2 separate regions of the Rattus norvegicus genome follow, and region 2 is linked to region 1. Evidence: chromatin contacts called from public Hi-C data. All regions are on one chromosome and are shown on one strand. Each heading gives the region's core, a stretch centred on a gene start, on an enhancer-like site or on the middle of the called end of the contact. The rest is flanking DNA. Distances are from core to core; before and after follow the strand shown.

Evidence for each region. A called contact is a pair of places that touch in the nucleus more often than the background predicts.
Region 2: a contact with region 1 is called in a Hi-C map of Schwann cells, with 2.9 times the contacts expected there. The contact joins the promoter of Kifap3 here to the promoter of Gorab in region 1. A contact is called at or near these places in 4 of 12 Hi-C or Micro-C datasets (Schwann cells, frontal cortex, mammary epithelial cells and 1 more) and 1 of 1 datasets of contacts at active chromatin or transcription factors (oligodendrocytes).

What each region holds. Positions count from the first base shown.
Region 1 is chr13:78,291,016-78,298,661 of GRCr8, reverse strand. Gorab (golgin, RAB6-interacting) reads left to right here and starts at 3,174. Exons shown (of 5, transcript NM_001100563.1): 1 at 3,174-3,311. The coding sequence starts at 3,251.
Region 2 is chr13:78,666,440-78,674,085 of GRCr8, reverse strand. It overlaps Kifap3 (kinesin-associated protein 3), which reads right to left and starts at 2,785. Exons shown (of 20, transcript NM_001401347.1): 1 at 2,558-2,785. The coding sequence starts at 2,589.

The DNA.
Region 1 (7,646 bases), core at 1,925-4,424:
TTGGAACACTGACTGCTCTCAGAAACTGAGAGGCAAAAGCAGCCTTACTCTTCCATTCTATCTATCTGGAGTGAAGAAGGTGCCTAACATCGGACCTTAAAAAATAATAAAGGCCCTTCTGATTTTCCTCAACTAGTTAAAATGCGTTTATTAACTAAAAAGTTCAAAGCTGCAAGAAGAATAAAAAAATATTTCATATTTTCAGCACCATAGAAATTCATTCTAGAAAGAAATCTCAAGTGCATTAAATGTGAAAATGTTATAAATGAACATTAAACTTAGAAAGGTTTGTTCTTTTAATACATAATTGGTTTTTAGCAGCTGCTAGTCTGTTTTATGCTGGGTAAATAAGAGGTTAAAGTTTATATCGTGGAACTCTTATCAAACTGGGGGATAGAAAATAAAAATGTAAAATACAAACCGCCTAGATATTACACTCAGTGCTGTATAAGTCATAAAAGTGCAGGAAATAGGAGGCTGGTATTTAGATAGTGTGGTCGTATAAAGCCTATGTGGACTTGAGGACCATAACTTAAGCAGGAAGGATCAATGGACAAGGTGAAGAGAACAGCTTAAGGAACGGTGACTGGGAAAGCTCTGGCTAGGCCGGCAGAGAGGAGGGAGAAGCCCTGGGCATTCTAAAGGTCCGAGCAAATCCATCCGATTGGAGTTTAAGGACAGTGAAGAAAGACAGCTTACTCTAGAAGGAGGAGGAGGAGGCCAATGACGTAGGATCATAGAGGATCTGGGATTTTATTCCAAGTGAAGTCGGAAATTATTTCCCAAGTTATGAATGTTACCTTGTGTGGGAGGATGTGTGCGGGCGTGTATACAACGCCATGGGGATGGAAATCTGAGCACCACTCTGTACGAACTTCTTTCATTCACCCTCATGTGGGTTACCAGGAATTGAATGCACGATGCCAGTTTCCACAGCTCGTACCTCAATCGCCTGAGCCGGCCGGGCAGCTCAGTTTTATAAATGCACTAGACACACAATTCTATTTTTAAAAAAATATCAGTTATTTTTATTGTTTTACACTGGGTCTCACATCACAGCCAGGGTGGTCTCTAATTCACGGTGTAACCCAGACTGGATTCAAACTCATGCCACAGCCTCTTGAGTGCTGGAATTATAGGAATGGAGCACCACATCTGGCTCTAGATTTTTGGTTTTAAAAAAACACCAATCATCTAGTGAAGAATCAACCGGGGAAAAATATTACAGTCCAAATTGTCACATATGATACCTTTTTATAAACACACAAACATGCTGAAATATATATATATATATATACAAATATATATATATTTAAATACAAAAATGTACATTATGGAACTTAAAAGAATATAAAAAGAAAATACTACAAAATATAGCTACTCAAGACTGAGTTTCTTACAGATAACTGAAAACAAACTAGTTAAGAGCCTGAACATATAGAGATTAGAAAAACACAGCCTACTGCTCTGGCAAATAAGGAAGCCTTCTGTGTGTAAGGGAAACAATAACACGCCTGGTGTATATGGTATAGGATCCAGATTTTTACACAAATGGGGAAATTTTTCCCTTTAAATATAGTTGGCTTAACATGACTGAGATTTCCAGCAAAACTCTTCTAGAGATATTCCCTCAACTCAGAACAAAATTCTCCTACAGAACAAGGACTTTTGGAACTGAGTTTCCACCAGTATATCCTACAGCATTGTAAAAGTGGGCTCCTTGAGGAAGGGCCAACAGAACAAGGAAAAGGAGATTTGGAATGTTACAAATGGGAAAGTATAACTTTATACAGATGGATTTTATTGGCTTTTATTATCTCTTGCTGGTGCCTTGATTTGCATTCATAAGCAAGGCAGAACCTTTTAAAATGCCATCATTATTGACTCTATTAAGATTAGTGATAATTCTTGAAACTCATAGAAAATGAATGAATAAAATGTAACAGAGAGCACACACATTGGTTTAAGATTGCTGTTGGGTCACTAGTAAACGGTTATTGTGTGCAGAGGGTAAGCTGAATCGGCTACCAGATTGTGACAGATTGCTACACTTTATCCTGTAGTCAGCGTATACCTGTTTACATATTTAGTCTATGTTCAAAACTTGAACAAAACTAATCCTTTTAGATGGTTATTTTTACCTTTTAAATATAGTGAGAATAAACTCATCTTTAAGATAAGCATGTGTGGCATCCTTGAATTTGGGAAAAACCCATTGAATTTCAAAGTTTAAAGATTATAAGAAAGATGTCGAACCTTTTTCTGATACTTATCTAAACTGAACTGCTCATTCCAATCATTGGTGTCATATTTTACGGTATGCTGTTTTATTTCAACTTGATTAAAAACATTGACTCCTAGGCTGGAAATTAATACACTTTTAAATTTTCAATGTAGCCAATGTAATGTTTTTGGGTTTTAGTAAAAATAATGAAAATAGAAACGATTAGTCGGTTTAAAAAAAACGCTGACTTAGGCATACATTGACAAGTTTTGCAGCTTTTAATTTTTCTAAACTCTACTTAAAACGTTGAAATGGAAGCTCAAGAAGACAGCTTTAGACCAAAAATAGTCATCACTTAGGACTTGAGTGTGGTGTGGTGATGCGGCACTTCTTTCTATAGTCCCAGCACTTGGCAGGAGGATTTGTGAATTGGAGACCAGCAAAATCTCTTGGTATAAGGGTTAGGTACTGAGTCTCATTCATCAAAGAAATAAGAAAATGAAATCTGCTAGATAACTACTGTCTGGCAGAGAACTGGCCATTGATTATACCTCACCCCTACTCCATGTTTCTCCATGACTTAGAATCTACAAGCCAAGGATGCTCCGGTACAGCCCACCTCCCAGGCAACACTGACTCCGCCCAGCTGGTCAGACAGGACCCGCCCTCTTTAGGCCTCCTCTGCCAAAGCCTCCCTGTCAGTTTGCATCAGCCCTTCTTCTCATTCCCATAGTCCCCATCTTGCCAAAATTTATGGAAAAGGAAGAACTGGAACGTGTAGCAGAGGCCCAGGAGTGGAGACGAAGGCGGTGGTGGTGCGGTCCGTCGAGATGGTTCTTCAGGCATCGCTCGGACAGCTCCAGGGGCGCAGGCCCCCGAATGACGAGAGGGTCCTAGCGCCACAGTTCAGCGCTCTGATTGGCTGTTCGCCGCATCCACTGAAGGAACCCGGATGTGCCTGTGGAGTTGTGTTGGCAATCTGCGCGCCGGGATTTGGGCACTCTTTGGGTGCCTAGGGCTAGGCGGATGGCTCAGGGTTGGGCTGGCTTCTCTGAAGAAGAGCTGAGGAGACTAAAGCAGAATAAAGGTAAGGTGTATATCCGTGTGGGTGTGGAGTCTCGAGTCTGAAGGACAGGAGGCCTTCCTAGTGGGTGAGGGGGCGTGGGGGCTGGAGCTGCAAGTGGAAGGACAGGAATCGTGGGGCTCCCAGGTGGCTGTTTTAGCTGCAGAGGCCCCGAGGGTTTCTCTTTTAACATCCGCTTTCTGATGATTTAATATACCCCTGTTTAAAGAATTGAGGCTAGGGAGAGAAAGCGAAGCCAACACCAGAATGGCTCGTCAGGGAGGACTGTAGCACAAATCAATGGTTGCAGACTTGGCGTCAGGGTGACTGAAGAGTAGCACTGCATATATATACAGCATCATAATTGCGAACTTATAAAAAGTTATTGCGAAAGGGATCATGAGAGTGAATAAGCGTGAAAGAGGTGGTAATTTATGATACATCTGTATTACGTTTACTTCTGGCTACCGGATGAATTTGCACATCTTTCCAGTTTTGGGGAATCGCAAACCAAAAGGGTTTTTGAGAGGTTAAGATTTGAAGTGCGTGTATGTGTTTGTGTGCACGAGCACAGTGCACTCACATGTTTGTCTTTACTGCCTTGAGAGACAGCCAAAATCTAGTGCTCTCCCCAGGGCTTTATGGAATAATTATAGATCAATATATGGCCTTGCTACAACGCTACTTCTGATTCATTAAATTTTCTGGTACTTGGTAGGAAACGATGTAAAAACGCTCTTGACCTGTGATTGAAACTTCACAAAGATGTCTGTGCTAATCTTGGTAGTGCCCATCACTTCTGTGAGAATTTTCTGCCACTATTAACGTTATAAAAAGTATATTTTATTTAAGGATGAAATTAAATAAATTCTTCCATGTCTGTAGTTTGTGAGAAATTTGGATAGGGCTCAGGTACACTGTAATTTTTAGCCTAGATATGAGAATTATTTAGGGCTGACAGGTGCAAAAGGAGGTAAGTCGCTAACATGAGGTCACTGTGCCTTATATACATTTGGGGGAAATAGGGTTGGTCTAGGGATCTTTTAAAACTCTCATGAAATTATCATATCAGATGTGTCCCAACTGATTCTGTCCAGCTGGGTGGTTTCAGGTTCTTTTGTTCTGTGAATCATTCTTCATTCACATACCTGTGTCTAAAGTACAGGCATCTAGATCTGATCTGACTCCGTTCTCAGCATCTGCTTTTGAATTAGGTGTGTGGTCCAGGGGCTTCTTCCGTCCTTGCCAACAGGGATGCTCACCTGTCATGAAATATAACTTCTGCATCAGAGGTGTTAAGATGAGCAGGACATCTTTGCCTTTAGAGACCTTGTAGATTAATGAGACAGACCGTGAAATACTGTGGGGGTAGATATTGACCAAGTGTTAGCCACAGAGCAAGTTCATGCTGAGGATTTAATGAACTCTGGGAATATTTCATGGAGGTTAAATGTTGTCTTTAACTTGCCAGGGTTTAATGTAGGGCTCCCATATGTTTGTTATCTTAAAAAAAGTATATTTTAACTATTTCTTTAATTTGGATATGGTTAGAAGTTGATAAGAACCTAAACTTCAAGGCCTGTCCCTTGGTCATGAAACACTAGACTGCGTTTAAAATCACCCATATGACATCTGAGAACAGAAGTATCTTCCCACCTTTATGTAGCCTTAGCGGAACACTGTGATCAGCACAAAAATACCAAGTCTTCTACCTTGGGCTTCCCATTCCTAAAGCTGCAGAAATCACGTCCTCCTTGCAGCTGTTAAGAATACAGTTAAATAATCTAGGAAGATGGGATCCATTGCCAGCAAAAATAAGTACAGGGTGCTTTTGAAACACTTGAATGCATATGCAGTCAAGAATGTTCTTAGCCACTTTGTTTATAATATTCAGAAGTTAGAAATAAACCAGTTGTTTACTAGCAAGCGAGAGGATACATAATACAGTTGATGGGACTGTATTAATCATTAGCTACATTCATTAATAATGAGTTTTATTTTTAAAAGGAACAGGTTTGCGGCTGAGTAGATAATGGCATAGTATAGTTTATATAGGAACAAAATTAGGTAAAATAGGCGTCCTTTAAGACTATCTGAAGACTATCAAAGAAGTGAAATAAAATTGTGATTGATAGAGAGGCGAGGGTGTGTGATGGGGAGGGAGAAATACATACAGCAGCACTGGTAATTAAGAAATTAGGCTAACAGTTTTAATAAAAGCAGTAAAGAAAACCTTGGAAACATAGCCAGTTGTTTAAAATAATGAAGGTTTATTTTTCAGTCTAGTGTCATGTAACATGGGTTGCCAGGTGAAACTGATACACAGTCATCCCATATCATCTTTTGATGCTGTCACACGGCAGTTATTTTTGGCAGGAAGAAGAGAAGATTGGAACTAGAACATTGGTAATTAAATGCTTTCTCTGGCAAATAACTTTGATAAAAAGTAAGTCAAATCATTTTATGGAACGGAAACATTTGTTATATAATGAAATGTTGTCACAGGGAGACGGGGTATGTCAACTATAGTCATCGACATCTTAAACTGAATTATTTTCACTCACACAGATTAGAAGAGTGTATGGCATACATATACCCCAATAAGTATGATGTATGTATACACACATGATCTGTGGCTGATTTCATATGTAAAGAAATGGAAGAATGCAATACAAGTATGCTGTCAGTTTTAAGATAAATATTTATTTCTATGTGCCCTTTATTATTCCTTTCTACTCATTTATTTTATGGTGTGAGCCCTTTGGCCATAGCATGGGTGTGGCAGTCAGAGGCTGTCTTTTAGGAGTCACTTCCCTCGTTCTACCCTGTGAGTCCTAGGAGTCAGCACTCAGGTCTTCAGGCTTGGTGACAAGTGCATGTACCTGCTCAACCGTCTTACCCACTGCCTTTATTCTTGATAGTACGAGTCCCGTTCATCTCTTTGTTTTATTTAGTAATTTCCTTGCTATTCTTAACAGTTTATATAATAATTTTTAAAAAAATTTTTACCAAATTTTAGGGGATAGGAATTTGATTAGAATTGCATTGAATCTTTAGATCAGTTTGGAGATATTTAGTATCATCATGGAAGGGTGCATGTGTGTCCATTTATTTGCCGTGTAACAAATTTTAGAATTTTTTCCCATATAAATTTTGAATGTTTTCTGTTGTTAGATTTTTTCTTCCGTAGAGTTATGACCATTTCTGGCATTGAAATTAATTATCATGGTATCTTTAATTATCATTTCTCTTATAGTATGTGTGAATATAAAAGAAATAGTAGATGTTTCAAAGAAAAGGAATATGAATGTATGCCAACCATCAACAAGAAGCAGAGCATTAGAAATCAGAAGCACAGTGAGGTACCACCTTATGCCCTCTTGTTTGCCAAAGTTAAAACATTAAACAAAACAATACCATGCATTAAAATGGATTCTTACACATTGCTGGACAAAATGTGTTTGGAAAGCAGTTTAACATCTAGTGTTACATGTTGTCACCCAGTACTTTGGGGGTAATATCCAAGGCAAAATTTAACAGCCAGGTTCACAGAGGTAAAATCTAAAACCAGCTTCAGTGTCTCTCAGGGAAGAAGATGGGGAACTTGGGCTTGTCACTCTGAGGATGTGTCTCAGCCCTGGAAATGAGTGACTGTGACAGTGTCAATAAGTGTGACACTGGGGAAGAAATACTTGCTCTTGCAGTACACTTTGGGTGAAATTAATACTTTTTAAAATTATTTGTAGACTCATAAGAAAATGATCAACATGACTGGGGTCAGAGAGAAGGATATAATTATCAGACACACAGATCACTGACATGTAGACACACACACACACACACACACACACACACACACACACACACACACGAGAAACATTCCCCAGGAACTGATCGTAGCAGTTACGAGTCTCACTGATCTTCCAGAGGGCGTGGGTTCAGGTCCCAGCACCTACTTGGCAGCTCACGCCCTTAAGTAAACTGCAGTTCCTTGGGATCTAATGTTCCGTTCTGCCCTCTGAGGTCACGGCATGTGCATGCTGTATATAGATGCAAGCAAAACACTAATATTCATAAAATCTCTTTTTAAGGTATTTAACTTTTCAGGGTTTTTCCCTCCTTGCTTTTGATGATCCAGTTTTAAAGTGTTACTAGTAACGATAATCATCAGTCATGTTTACAAAATAACACGCTTGTTGGCCTCTGATGTCTTTTGCTTTCTGGTTCAGAAAATTGGACCTAGGGTGCCATGATGTTTCTTCCCCTCTGTATCGTCAGCCTGGCTTTTAGTTGGAACATGCCAGTGCAGATTAAGAGTCACTTTCCACTATAGTGTAATCTAGGTTTTGATGGTTGTTA
Region 2 (7,646 bases), core at 1,536-4,035, 380 kb before region 1:
GTTAATTTTCAACAAGGATGCTCTAGGTATCCATGGGGAGACAGAACAATCTCTGACAGACGATGCTAAGAAAATTAGATGTTCTTAGCCACCAGATACAATAATTAACTCCAGTGGAGAAAAGACCAGCGTTTAAGAGCTGAAGCCATAAAACATAAGGGGAAGCTTCATGACTTTGAATTTAGTAGTGGTTTCTTAAATATGTTTCCAAAAGTCATAGTGATTACTAACAAATTAGACTTCAACTAATCAAAATGGTTGACAGTACTGACATATTCAACACAGTAAAAAGACGACCGAAGGCTGGGGCCAATGTTTGTAAACTGCATATTTAATAATGCCATATATATTTATATGCTGTATTCTATTTCAATAACAACGTTCTCCTAAAAAGGAAAGACAAATGACCAAGGAGGATGAGAGAAGCTCAGTTTTCTTGGTTGTTAGGAGATGCAAATTAAGGCAGAATAAGGCACCTCTTTACAGCCCCTAGAACTGCTACAATTACAGAGCAAACATGGGAAACACAGGGAGAAAATAACAGGCATGGGCAAAGTGTGGAAAAAAATGGAGTCCTCACACTTAAGGGTACACATGAGGTACAGGCACTGAGGTACAGGCGCTGAGGAAAGCAAGCTCCTGGCTGGCTCTTCAATGAGTCCAACATGAGATTACTCCATGTTCCTGTAGGCCCCAGCTTATGTGTACACTAAATGACTGAAGAGAAGCGTCATGATGACAGTAACGTTATTCCTAATAGGTGACAGGCACAAACCCCCTAAATATCTATCAACACTTGGTCATGAGGCTATAATATATATCCATGCAATGAATATATATTATACAGTTACACAAAAAGGCATAAAGCGTCAACATAGTACAGCACAGCATAGTTTAACAGAAATGGAACATAAGTATTCACTGTGAAAAAACTGAACAAAGCAGCATACATACCATATCCATCAAGATCCCGTGTGTCATATATATATCCATCTAAGTGTGTATGTATATACATAATGTGAGGGCAAGGCAAACTTTTGTCACAATTAGGCAAAATTGAACGATGTTTTTCCATCGTTCTGACTAAAGCATCACAGTGACTAGATCAGTTGCACTGTTTTCTAGATGGTGTGGTTTTCAAAGAGGGTGCACACTAGTACAATGATCCTAAGGAAAACCACGTTGGACACAGCCATATTATATGGAAACCATCAAACGCTATCACAGCAGCACTTTCTTTAAAATAACCTTAGGTTTAAAGTTGAAATTAGAAAATTCGTTGTTGACAAAAAAAAGTGTATGGGAAATTGTACGTGTGTACATGTTGTTAACAAATGTGTGGGGAAATGCACGTGTGTGTATATGTTGTTAACAAAATGATGCTGGGAATGAGGACTGACTATATATTTGTTGTGATTCCTTTTACAAATATATTTGTTTTGATTCCTTTTACAAATCTCTGTTGAAAGTCTTCTCATTTGCCTTTTCCATTAAAGATATAAAATGAAAAAGACAAAGCACTATGTTCCCTTTGTCTTATAAAAGCAGTACAGTTGATTTATCTTACAATTGCTTGACTATGTTAAGAGTCCACTAACACTTGTAAGATATTTCTGTGATGGCTAGAACCCTATCAGTAAGGGAAAATATACTCAACAAATTTTATTAGGACTTAACCACCTAACAGGCATGTTTTAATGTCTCTCATTCTCAAATGAAGTAATTATGTCCAAAAAAAAAAAAAATCTGTGTGCTTTTTGCAGTGGATTAGCAACAGAGCTTTAACTAAAAATAGAGACTCCAAATTAGCATTTTCTTTAATTTATTCACTGCTTGCTCACACTTGATCCAGTGGGAGGTATATTTTTTTTTTTAACCATGGGTGGTCTTATTTTGGACAGAAGTTAAGGAATCTCACAAAATTTCCTTAATTTCCTTTTTCTTTGGTGTGGCTGATATCATACATATTTTTTTTAAAAAGTAGGCTTTTTCATGCCAAGGTCTTAATAATAATAATGAACTTCCTACAGAAATTATACAGTGAATGTCACCGTCAAGTGGGTGAAATGGACCAAGACCAGAAGACTCAACATCTCAATCCAGTCTTGCATAAAGCAAAAACCACCACCTCTGCCTTTATTCCACACCCCCCGCCATGATTTACGAATCTCAAACTGAACACAAATCGGTGATGTGACACAATTCATTTCCAAGTTCCCATGGGATTCATCTATTGAGAAATCCAGGAGAGTGGGATAGGAAAAAACAAAAACAAAAAACACGAAATATGGGGTTTACCTCGCCCAACCTGCCTCTCACTGCGGTTATAGATTAATATACCAAGGACACCATCATAGATGCTGTCAGGATGCCTCCAAGCCAAAGTGAATTAAGGACCTCGCGCCCCGCCGCAGGGTCCATCCTTTATTCCATCCCATCATTTTCTCTTTTCTTCCCTGCTTTCCACCCCTTCACATATCTAGCTTTGCCCCTGGACATCCCATGGTCAGAGGGTTAACACCTAAGGATCTGCTCAGGGCGGAGCCCCGGTCGTCACCTTTTGAGGTATCTGGCGTCCTCGCTTTGCATGGCGGCGGCAGCAGCGGCGTGGGGAGAATGGGAGGGTCTGAGGATCTGGGAGGGCTACTTCCGGGGACCCGGCCAAGGTACCCTCAAAGCAGAGGCGGTGACAGTCCCGAGGCCTGCAAGGCGGGGCAGCGGCGGCGCAGCGGTTACCACGGTGAGGCCGCCGGCCCCTCCCACAGCTCCTGGGCCCCAAAACACTGGAGCAGCCCAGACCCGCCCAGAGCCGTCAGGGCACGACTCTCCGCAAAGCGCATGCGCTCACGCGACAGCTACAATCTGCGCAGGCCCAGTTTGAGGCCCTGGCTCCTGCGACAAATCTGACGTTCCCAGGAACTGCGGGGAAGGGTTTGGTGCTGATCTGGGAGCGTGTGGTTAGGAGGCGTATTCCCGGTCACTGCCCCCTGGAGGATAGGAAAGGAAAAAGCATTGCAATCTGCAAAACTGGAGTTTAAAGTCCTTAGCGTGAAATAAGACAGTGTAACCAGTAAACCTTTTAGCTAATGACGGTCATCAGGGTAGCCTTTGACAACAACCTCTACGGTGGAGCTTCTATTCTGGAACATATGAGGTTCTGCACTGATTGCACTGAATTCTAGCTGGTGGAAATAGTTGGTGATATGGAGTGTATAGGACTAGAGTCAACTTTGAAAATGGCAATTAAAATCATAAAGTAGAAAACACTCCCTTCTATTACAACAAGCCAATGTCTGAACTTCCAAATGGTTCATTGATTCCTGAGCAATCGTTCTTCCAAGGCAAGCAATTGTCGACAATGTATAGAGAAAAAAGAGCTGCTTTTTAGCAGTGGCAAGCTGTCTGCTCTGCTTCGAGATGGGGAATCCTTTAACCTGTCCTTCACTGTCTTCTAGTACATTGTTAGCCACTCCTTTAAATGAGTTAATAGTGATTGATCTTTATGTGTAAAATGTCACACAGAGAGACATTAAAAAGATGTTCTATGCCCCTCCCCATTCACGCCGATTAAATTTATTTCGGTTAAAGTTGTAACTATTCTTTCAATCTATCAAGAATGGAATTCGGAGCAAACTTTCAGTTCTCTTTGTTTATACAAGTCTTCTTAATGAACTGTCACAAAATTCTGTCTTTAAGGTAGTCATGATATTCAGCCTTTCTTCTCCGTTCACACTCTGATGATTAGTCTAAGCAGGTCACATATGGAGTTCTTCCCAACTTGACTTCTATTTCAAATATAGATTCTTCAAACCAAGGCAAAAATGTACAAACTATCGGTCACAACATCTTTAACAATTATAAAAGCAGGGCAGACTACTTTAAAGCAGTGGTTCTTAACTGTGGGTCCTGACCTCTCTGTGGTTCGAAGGACCCTTTCACAGGGATCTCCTAAAACCGTCAGAAAACACAGATATTTACATCAAGATTCACAACAGTAACAAAATTACAGCAGTTATGAAGTAGCAATGGAAATAATTTTATGGTTGGGGGTCACCATACCATCAGGAACATATTAAAGAGTCACACAGAGTGTTAGGAAGGTTGATAAGCACTGCTTCAAAACCTTTGTAAAGGATGACAGGATGGCTCATTGGGTAACAAAGCCTGCCTCCGAGTCTGATAATGTGAGTTCTATCTCAGGGACCCACATCATGGGAGGAGAGGAGCCTACATCTGCAAGTTGTCCTTTGACTTATACATGTGTCCAGAACACACACACACACACACACACACACACACACACACACACACACACGCTAATTAAAAATATCTTTTAATGTAAAGCCTTTATATACCTAAAATTAAAAGATCAAAATGCAGAGACAGGCTTCATAATAAAGCCACATGCTTACATATTCAATCTGACAGCAGTGCGTGTGTGCGTGTGTGTGTGTGGGGGGGTGGGGGGTGGGGAGAGAGAGAGAGAGTTAGGTAGCTGAATGTGTGCTTTGAAGCAAGCCAATAAGCCGTATTCCTTCATAGTCTTTTCAGTTCTAGTTCCACGTTCCTGCCTTGAGTTGACTGTTAAGTCAAATAAACCTCTTTCTCTTCTCCCAGGTTGCTTTGGTTAGTGTTTCATCACAGCCACAAAGCACTGCTGTCAGATTGAATATGTAAGTATGTGGCTTTCTTATGAAGCCTGTCTCTTCATTTTTGTTGTTCTTTTCATTAACTGATGGCAGGCAGTGCTGTAGGCTTTACCTTAAAGAAATTTTCAGTGCAAATTCAGTGCAGGAAACTAAATATAGAGTGGCGATTCAGCTAAAAATAAACATTAATTGCCATGAACATTAAAAAAATTAATTTCTGCTTAGCAACAAAGACACCAAAGAAAGCAAAAGGATGAGTCAAAAATGCCATAAGCCATTTGCAGCAAATACAAACGAAGACTGGGTTACTATTTGGGCTCTGTTATGATCCTCTGCTATAAATTGCAGAAAATATAACCTACTTGGAAAAGGGGCAAAGGAGGAAATAGGAATACAAAGTAAACAAAGAAGAAAGGAAGGAAAGGAGGAGGAGGGAGGGAGGGAAGGAGGGAAGGAAGGAGGGAAGGAAGGAAAAAGGATGAGGTAAAGGTGTTCCACTTTACCAGTAGCCAAGGAGCAAAACGAACTGTATCTGGTGAGGATGAGAAGCCCTAGAGATTTTTTTGGTCCACATTTGTAGCGGATTGTACAGTCGAAAAATTATGTGAGACTAACATGTCTGATTATTTGTAAGGCTGGATACTTTAAATATCAACCATCATGCTCTTAGTTTTGTGTCTCAGAGAAAATCCTAGTATCTTTGTACAATGAAGACTATTCAAGAATGATCAGGTGTATTGAGAACTGTGAAAAAGCAACTTAAAAACTGGATCTGAAGTACTTTAGACAATGCAAACAATTAGCCAGAGTGTCTACATAAGAAAGATGTGAAGACAAAAAGACTACTGAAAATTACATACAAGACTTTTTAATTCAGATAATTTACTTGCAATAATATAAATTCTTCTTGGTGTATGGTTCTGTGAGATTTTTAAAGTTCTTAAGTTATATAATTTTCAGAGTTATAAAAATAGAGTACTATCATTCTTCTAGAATTCCATGCATTCCTTTTGGTGGCATCCTATATTAACAGTTCAGGGAAATATGGATCTGTGTTCTGTTCTCAGAATTTTATCATTTCCAAAGTGTCATCTAACCAAATGTGTTCTGGGTCTATTTTGGGGTGTGGATAACATTCCAGATTCTTTTCCTTTGATACCCTTGAGGGCAGTGTGCCCCATTATTGCTCCCTAAATAGTCTCCAGTATAACATTTCGAAAGGTCTTATTACTACCGAATGAACTAACTGCAAAAGAAAAATATAAATTTGACTCTTTTTTTGAAAAATACATTAAAAATGAAAAGGTAAGAGTATGACAGAAAGGATTTTTCATAAATAGATAAGATCAATTACCTGCATTAAAATTTTAGAACTCAGTTATAAAACTTAAAATAAGCAAAAATATGTTTTACAAATAAAAAAGTACTATTAACACATGATAATTTAATGTTCTCAGTCATGGAAGTGTAGCCCATGATAAATATGTTATGCACTGATACTAGTTTATACCCATATTGTTTAGGAATAAAGCATTTTGAACTTTGTAGTTTGAAACACACATTTATTAGCTTACAGTTCTGTGGGTCATAAGTATCAAATAAGTCCCACTGGGCTAAAGCCAGGATGTGATGAAAAGATTTATCCCTTTCTGAATACTCTTCATGTCTGCCCACATCTTCCCCTTCCCCACATTCAAGAGCCCATTTATATTCCTCTGTCATGGCCTCTCCTGTCTCCACAGCTGGCAATTTTACCTCAGACCTTTCTCATCTTTCTCTCTTGCTGATCCATGTTTCATTTTATTTGTCTCCCCATAGCCAAGAAATAGTTTATACATTTAAAAACCTATATGGGCTATCTGGAAACTTTAGAACAACCTCTCCATGTCAAGATGGGTCTTTAATTTTAATCAAATATGTTATTGTCTCAAAAGGTAACACATTTATAAGCTTCTGGAGGTGTGATGTAAACATCATTTTGGCTTGCTGTAACACTATAATACATTTTCTAACAGGATCCTCCAGAGCTTTCAGGGAGTAAACTACCAATCAAAGAGTACATATGGAGGGATCCATGGCTCCAGCTACATATGTAGCAGAGCATTGCCTTATCTGTCATCAATGGCAGGGGAGGCCCTTGGTCCTGTAGAGGCTTGATGCCCCAGCACAGGGGAATGCTAAAGCGGTGAGGCAGGAGTGGGTGGGTGGGCAGAGGAACACCCTCATAGAGACAAAGGGGGGAGTTTGCAGAGGAGAGAGCAGGAAGGAGGACATTTGAAATGTAAATAAATAAAATAACCAATAAAAAAGAAAATATAGGAACAACATACAAGGACCTCTAAGCACTTTATGTGACTCTTAGAATAAAATAATGAACAGAATAGGGACAAGCAAACATGTCCTGAGTTAACCCAAGACAGAAATCCCAGGCAAATTAAAGAAAGAGATGTCCATCAGAGGCCTGCCACACCAGGACAATCCAGGTTAAGCACCCTCCTCACTACAACAAGAACATCCAGATGACCAAAGTCATCCAGATGGAAGAAAAAACAAAAACAAAAACAAACCAAACCTCGAAAGAACACAATCAACAAAAGCCATGGCAATGTGACCCCTTCAGAGCACAGCAACCCTACTACAGCAAACCCTGGATATCCTAGCATAACCAAAGCACAAAAAATGACCTTAAATCAGATCCTATAAAATGATAGAGGCCTTCAAAGAGGATGTGAATAAATCCCTTAAAGAAATATAGGTCAATAAAATTAAATATATGAAGAAAATAAGTAAAACTGTTCAAGACCTGAAAATAGAAAAAGAAACAAAAATGACAAAACAAAAACAAAAACAGGGAATTGTGAAGATGGAAAACCTAGGGAAGAGAACAGGAACAATGGCAAGCATCGCCAACAGAATACAAGAGATAGGAGAGAAACTCTCAGACATAGAAGAATGATAGAAGAAATTGGTGTGCCAGTCAAAGAAAGTGTTAAGTCT